Regions from separate parts of the Mus musculus genome. Here region 1 is linked to region 2. A link is a contact called in public ChIA-PET data. All regions are on one chromosome and are shown on one strand. The core of a region is the stretch at or near the end of the contact, and the rest is flanking DNA. Distances in the headings are between cores, read along the strand shown. Region 1 holds the start of Rnaset2a (ribonuclease T2A). Region 2 holds the start of Tagap (T cell activation Rho GTPase activating protein).

Region 1 (3,930 bases), core at 1,274-3,773, 220 kb before region 2:
ACTACTGCCACTCACAAGGCAGATCCTGGCCCAAAGGATTCCACTGGATGATGAAGCATCAGAGCTAATGTGTTTGGGGCCATCAAAAATGTCACTCTGCCTTTTGAAGGAGCTTTTTATCTTCCACCCTGGGTCTAGGGCAAAAAACCCCATAGGCCTTATTTGCATCTAGAAAGAAAACTATGTTGCAACAAGCCGACAAAATTGGGGCAGTTGGTTGCTTCAACATAATCTCTTGAAAACTGCCTTGGGAAGTCTCCGTTAAAACTCAGAGGTCACCAAAAGGCTATGCCATCTTGGCCTCTGAGGTCTAAACAGATTTAAGGACCTCAGCTTATGGACAGGAGCATCCCTGCCTATACCCAGCCCTGCCAAGGTCCCACAGATACACATGCAAATTCCATCCCTCAAACCTCCCCATCTGTCCCTTCACACTATGTTATGAGAGGGAATAAAATCCCTTCAATGCTTCACCTCCCTGCTGCCTGGCTTCCTCGAAAGCTAGAGCACCTCTTTCCCTTTCTCTTCTTTATCACAAACGCTTCTCCTCTCCTCAGGCTGCATGGGGCTGCTTAGGCTTCTACTGGACACTTGTTCCAGGTTCACATCCAGCTGTTGGGAGGTTAAGCACTTCCGCAACCTGGAAGCTCTTAAAAAAAAACAAACAAAAACAAAAACAGGAACAAGCTGGAGCCTTGCATTTAATCCAGCAGAGGCAGGCAGATCTCTGTGAGACCAGGCTGGTCTACATAGTAAATTCCAGGTCAGCCAAAACTACGAACTGAGACTCGATCTCAAAGACAACAACAACTCACCCAGGAATACACAGCTATAAACACAAAACTAAGCCCAGGGTCTTGAAGGGACCCGTGTCAGTGAAGGGGGAAGCAGGAGCCCATGCTCTGATCAGGTCCCTTGCTGAGGGAAATGAGAACAGTAGGTGGATTGCAATTCTCAAGGGATGAGAGACCTGTGCTGAGGATAAAGGAAGTAACTGGTGGCTCCTTCCAACTGATGGCAAATATTACAAAACCAAACCCCTTACTCTTCCGGATCTGGGAAATGGCTTATTGCAAGAGCTGTCTTTCCCCCATGTTACCTAAATAAAAGTCCCGACGTCCCTGTCAATTCTGCTCCTCACCAAGTCCATCTCCAATCCATGCAACAGAACAATCATAACCCAAGTCATGCTGAGCTGCTCTCTCCCTGGCTGAGGGCTGGGGCTCATCCTCTTTAAGAAGAGGCTGGTCCTTGGTACAGCTCTAAAATTACACGCCAACAATATGTTCGGAGCCTGTGGACTCATGTGAACTATTCACTACAGCACCCTCCCATGAATGTGGTAGTTCTCAGCCATTCCCCTGCAATTGCCCTTCTTAATAACACCTGGCCTTAGAAAGTCCAGGCTTGGCTTTTCTTTGGCAGGAGCAAAGCAGGCTTCTCGGGTGTTTAAGTAGACATGACTGAGGTTGAAGTAGAATTTGGGGTAGTTTGCTTGGTTTTTAGGTTGGTTTGTGATTTTATGTTGGGTCACATCATAGCTATACTTGGCTGTGTGCTGCCTAGGGGTGTAGAATTGGACACTCCTGGCAAAGGAGACTTAAATGGTTAGCCCTCTCAATCCAGTCCGCAGCTGGGCTCCTACAGTGGCAACGGGGGCAAAGTGGCATGGGCCTCACTCAGGCTGGAGGGAATGGCAGATAGTAATCTCGACCATGAGATCTTTACTTACTTTGAACCATGGTGTTATTCCCACGAGGTCCAGGCCTGGAGGAGAGTTTCACAGGTCTAAGTGCTACTGCACAGGGGCCCCTGTGTTCCCCTCATTGTGGACCAGCTGTGCTGGAGGCTGGAAAGCAAGGGAGTCTCAGGCGCCTGGAGGGAGGGACTGCGTGAGGAGGGGACATGGGTTTGGCTTAGCAAGAGGAGCTGAAATCTAGTAAGTGGTCTAGGGTGTGTGGGATGTGAGGGGCGAGAGAGGGGTGTGAGGTTCCTCAGGTGGGCCTGGGCATGATCGGTCAGATGGTCTTGGGGGGTCAGATGGGCTGGGCATGGGGACAAGAGGTGGGTCAGATGGGCTGGGTGTGGGAGCATGAGGAGGGTCAGGTGGGTCGGGGCGTGGAGTCGAGGTGGGCCGGGGCGTGGGAGCAAGTCCCCTTATTGGGGGCCGTTACAGCGTGGGGGGCGTGTCCGTCAGGTGGGTCAGAGCCTTAGGGCGTCTGGAGGCGGAGCGTGAGAGCGTGTCTGTCAGGTCCGAAGCAGTTGGGGGACTGATCCCTTCGGAAGGCCAAGGCGTCGGGAGGCCAAGCAATGGGGTCAAGTCAGTTTGGTGCCAGGAACTGAGGCGTCGGTGCCTGGAGCGTGGGGACTTCTAGGCTAGGGCGCAGTGTGAGGGGCGTGCCCGCCGGAACTGGAGCCTGGGGACTGCTGGGCTGGGGCATGGGGGCGTGTCCGCGCGCGGCTGTGGGCGTGTCTGCGGGCGTGGCTTAGGGGTTACCCTGTGGTGCGGCGCTGGCAGGAGGAAGCCTGCGCTGAGGAGTCGGTGGAGGTCGGTCCGGCTGCGGAGCCGGCGTGCGCAAAGGCCGCTGGGAGCCTTCGGAGCCCGGGGCAGTGCGATGGCGCCGGCGGAGGCTCGCGGCGCGCTCCCGGGCTGGATCTCCGTGCTGGGCTGGGGTCTGGCGCTGTGCTCTCTGTGCGGGGCGGGCCCACTGTGGAGGTGAGCGCCGGCAGGGCTGGAGGCTGGTTTCTAGACGAAGGATGCCCTTCTTTCTCTGTTAAAGTTTTCTAGCTATCCCCCTGAGGTCCCTGCGTTGTCGCGCGCTCCTTGGTTCTCTCTGGAACAACGGGATAGATACCTCTGGTGGTCTCTGCTCCAGTTCTTCTTCATTAATTACTAAACATTTTATGGTTTCTTCTCACCTCTGTGTAACAGTCGATTAGTAAGCTTTGGTGCTTACACCACTGGAGCGGAAATGGTGGGGGCATAACTCTCCAGAAGAACTTTGTTCCCAGAGAGTAACTGAAAACCAGTGGCATTTGCTTGCTTTCATATTTATTTACAGTCACTGGGGCATGGTGTGTGCGTGTGTGTGTGTGTGTTTGTGTGTGTGTGTGTTGCGAGGGTAGTGGTGCAAAGGCTAGTCCCTGTCCAGGAGTGTGATCTTGGAGCCAAGGCACAGGCTTGCTCACATTCAACATAGTTGATACCAGGAAGAACAGCGGACACAGAAAGTACTTGGAGCAGTAAGTGTTAGCTAAGGCTGTAGTGCACAGTTCTCCTATAACAAGCTTAATGTATGCAGCTGACGCAATGGTTAAGCATGATTTAAGCCCTAAGGCCAGGTGAATCCCGTGTTTTGGGTGGGTCTTTGGCTTCTCTGTGACTCTTTCCTTGAACATTGGAGTAGGTGAAGCTTTTGATCTCCCTCTCCCTCTCCCTCTCTCTCTCTCTCCCTCTCTCTCCTGTCTCCCCCCCCCCCCTTGTTTTTTCGAGACAGGGTTTCTCTGTGTACCCCTGGCTGTCCTGGAACTTATTCTGTAGACCAGGCTGGCCTCAAACTCAGAAATCCACCTGCCTCTGCCTCCCGAGTTCTGGGATTAAAATTGTGTCTTCCTTTTGTCTGAATTACGGATAGAGATTGGTTGAGTTTTATTGTAAGCCTGCTTGTTGTCTTGGCCTTTCTAGGAATGGTTTAAACTCCCAGGGTCAGTGTGGAACTTTACAAGTAAGTTTCTGAACTGGAGACAGCTGGCGCTTTAACTCTCTTCAGCTGTGTTCTCACGGTGCGCTCCACCTCTGGTGTAGAGAAGGCTTTCCTAATCTGTTATTTTATGGCAGTTGTCAGGAGGTCTAACCAGGATCCCAGGAAAACGCGTAATTCTGTCCAATGGCATATCACCAGTGACCTGATGGGTCCCAGTTGGTCCCAT
Region 2 (3,658 bases), core at 882-3,381:
AGTGTTTTGCTTCCTTTCGAAGATCTTTTAGAAGATTCTGGGTAGGGCTGGCTGTTCACCTCCAGTCCCGTAGATACTACCGCTAGAGGGCGCTATGTCACCCAGGGAATCCTGCTATCACCCAGACCCAGCCTTATTTCAGAAGCTTGGTTCTCCAAGCAGGTTGCCACGAAGGCTTGGCACTTTACCAAGTACCCGACCATTTACCTATTTTGTACCAGCAAGAGGAAGAGAGATAAGAATGAGAGGCCCATCCTGATACTTTGGGAGGGGTGGTCAGATCTGATGCATATCGTAATGAAATGTGTTATGAAAGATGGTAAGAAAGGATGCCTGATTCTTTGATGTTGTAGATCAGCAACAATTGCCTCACGGGCGCTTAGGTTTGGTCTCCACTGGAGAAGGAAGCAAGCGGTGGGCAGGGCAATGTGTTTCTCCAATGTGTGCACGCTTCCATCCTCAAAGCTTACAAGTTCTAAGACTTGGCAGCCCGCTTGGAAACCCCGTGTGTCCCTGGGCACTGGCCACGGACAGAATCTCCCCTCCTACAGCTCTGGCTGTCTTAGTCAAGGGTTAATGTTCTGCGCTCTCTCAGAACACTTAGAAAACCAAATCTCAGTAAAGTAAAAGCCCTGTGGTTTGGCAAACAGAGCACTAGTTAGGCGCACAGGAGAGATCAGTATGTTTTCAAACTCACCAGTTAGCTGGCAAATGCTGTCTTCACTCTCACATGATGTCAGCAGGGGAGGCACTTTGATATCACCCTGAAAACATGCATTTCAGTTAAAATAGTGACACCCAAAGACATCCCATCTTTCTCCATAAAATGCACATACGGCCTTTTATTCATCTTGAAAATTAAGTCAAATGCATTGATTCTGTATTTTATCTTCTCAGATCAACATTATTTTGGAAGATCTCAATAGACGTGTTTAGTTTATAATCTGATATTCATCTCACACCAATAATTAAATAACCCAAATGAGTAACAAAAGAATGTCTTTTATCTAATTACAGTGCAAATAAAAAGTTTAAAACATTACTTTCTTACCTCTGACTGACATTCAATTAATGTCTCCATGTTGTTAGCATTAAGTGTTTTTGACTAAAAGAGAGGAAAAAGAACATCAGCGAAGGTCCTTCAGCCCCTGTCTGTGGACAAGATGAATGAGTAGGTGCAAAGGACTTACGTACACCATCGAGACTGCTTATCAGCTTCATTGGAATGGAGACTGACAGTCCAAGAGGGGGGTCCACTACCTCGAGGCTTTGATCCTGTGTACAACAAATCATAAATGAAAAGAGTTAGAAAATAGAATAACTAGTCCAGTCAAATTCAAATTTCAAAGTCAGTTTGAAAAAACAAAAAACAAAACAAAACAAAACAAAAAAGGACCCAGAGCTTAAAGCTACTGGATAGAAAAGTGTTCACCTAAAACTGGGCTCCCACTAAGAAGCATCGTTGAGAATCTCATCCAAGTTTTCATTGTGTCTTATTCTATCCAAATGAAATAAAAATTCCTACGACTCCATGAAGCAAGATAACATCAGTCTTTCTTCCTAAATGTCACCTATGATTAAGAACAGCCTCTGAGAAACTTAATCCTAAATTCTTTAAGCCACACGCCTTTACTACTCCCAAACTTTGTTACGAGTTACTAAGTTCCCATCAGGAGAGCCTGAGTACACATTACAACAACCAAGACTTGCTTTTCTGAGTGCTCGCACATACTATATTAAAAGCTCTGCACTCTCATGAAACCCAAGTAAGACAGAAATTTACCTCCAGGACAATATATACAGTGTACAGAAACAAAAGATAACATTTACAGAATCCCTAAGCCCCCAAGCTGGCAGCTGACACACAGCCCCTAGCATTCTCCATTCAGAGTCCTTCTAAGGCTGACACATGTTTCTCAATAGAGCTGTTTTTAGTGGCACTGGCCCCTGACACTTCAGGGACCCAAGACCCTCGACCCACAAGGCAGTTTATGTTTTGTCCTGTTAATCTACAGTACTTACCAGCAACGGTCTTCAGCCAGAGCTCTTTTTACCTCTGGCGAACTGTGGAAAACGGGAGACACAACATGACACTCTGACCCTAGGAGTCCACCCACAGAGACAAGGCACTGGGCCCTCAGCCTCGTGTGCTGAGTGTTATATGTGGCGGGGGCGGGCAGGTGGAAACTCAGAATATTACTGGGGCCGGAAGGAACATCATGGGTTGTTACACAGCCAAAGCCAGCCAGAGACTGCTCTGCTCTCACTTCCTCATTCCTTTTAGGGCAGCGCCGGTTCTTTCCAAGCCTAACCCCCCTAATTCCCACCCCCCCCATTTCAAAGTAAAAATGTCTACAAACTACTAGGAGTGGAAACCATGACATATTGAACATAGGCAGTGGCTCTGGTTGATGTCAAAGGTGGTGTGTGCAGGATGAGAAATTTTATTATTCTGTGTGTAAACATCACTTTCCTTTCTAGTTGTTCCTGCTGGCCCCTCCCTGCTCTGGGTGTCCTGTTTGGGTGCTGTTCCCGGTCACCCACCATCCTCTCCATCCAGGACTAGATATCAATTGGCACATCTAGGTGCAGGGTGTTGCTATAAAACCAGGACGGAGATGGAGGGATGACTTCCCCTCTTTGAAAATTACCCTCGAAAGCTACACCAGTTTCTTTGGAACTAGGGGAATTGCCCATTGAGAAATTCATTTATTTCTCATGTAGAGAACCACTGCCCTAAGTTTATTGTGAAGTACGGAGTCAGTCAGATGGGTACAGATGTGTTCATTTTAGGATCAACAACTTTGTAAAGGGAACAAAAAGCGTCACATGTTTGTCAACATGGTAGCATCTTTGGAAAATCTAGAAGAACACAACGGTTTGAAATGCAGATGCTGCAAATTATATTGCATGTAAAACTGCCCTCCAATCTGGCATCTTCTGTTGTGTCACCTCCTCTTCTTCCTTCGAGATCAAATCAGGTCGTGTGTGTGTGTGTGTGTGTGTGTGTGTGTGTACATGTGCGTGTGCGTGTGCGTGTGTGTGTGTGTGTATTGGCATCCCACCTCAGAGCTATGGCTTTGAACATTCCACGGATAATTTGATGTTTGGCTCTGTAGTATTCCACAGAATTGTCTAAGACGTTATGTTTTTGGAGCTGGAGATTAAAACCTGCCCCTCAGAACACACTCTGCCTCTGAGCTGCACCCCAATCCAGGATTGGTGTTGGGCTTCTCTAATGTCAAGGACACTGCTACTTTGGAGAAAGCCTTCTCTCCTCACCAGACAGAAGGCTCTCTCGATGATGTGAAAATGGAGCCCACTTTACAAGGTTTTTCATCTTAATTCTGAGCCGTCTTCTGAGTTATAGAACTCTTAGCCTGAGCATCTGCAGCATCCCCCAAAAAAACAGCTCAAACTTTTCTTGAGATGGAAGGTTCCCGTGCCTCGGTGTAAACACTGGCCTTGGGGACACCAGCCCTCATTCTTGGCGTTACCATGAACTCTGAATACCGAGGTTAAAATGTGAGCCCGCTAAGTCATACCTAACACCTTTATATATGCCACATACTTGTATTTCAAGAGCCTCACTGCACATAGTTATCAGCACTCTTAGCTGAAGTGGGCCTTCCTGTGTCACAGGCCAGACAACTAGAGC

The links. ChIA-PET counts read pairs in DNA pulled down with a chosen protein or histone mark.
Region 1: a contact with region 2 is called in an RNA polymerase II ChIA-PET map of memory CD8 T cells, with 13 read pairs. The contact joins the promoter of Rnaset2a here to the promoter of Tagap in region 2. A contact is called at or near these places in 2 of 115 datasets of contacts at active chromatin or transcription factors (memory CD8 T cells and microglia).

What each region holds. Positions count from the first base shown.
Region 1 is chr17:8,146,380-8,150,309 of GRCm38.p6, reverse strand. Rnaset2a (ribonuclease T2A) reads left to right here and starts at 2,523. Exons shown (of 9, transcript NM_001083938.3): 1 at 2,523-2,716. The coding sequence starts at 2,616.
Region 2 is chr17:7,924,473-7,928,130 of GRCm38.p6, reverse strand. Tagap (T cell activation Rho GTPase activating protein) reads right to left here and starts at 2,131. Exons shown (of 10, transcript NM_145968.2): 1 at 2,023-2,131; 2 at 1,195-1,275; 3 at 1,052-1,105; 4 at 698-764. The coding sequence starts at 1,221. The region is part of intron 4 of Gm1604a (predicted gene 1604A); the gene reads left to right.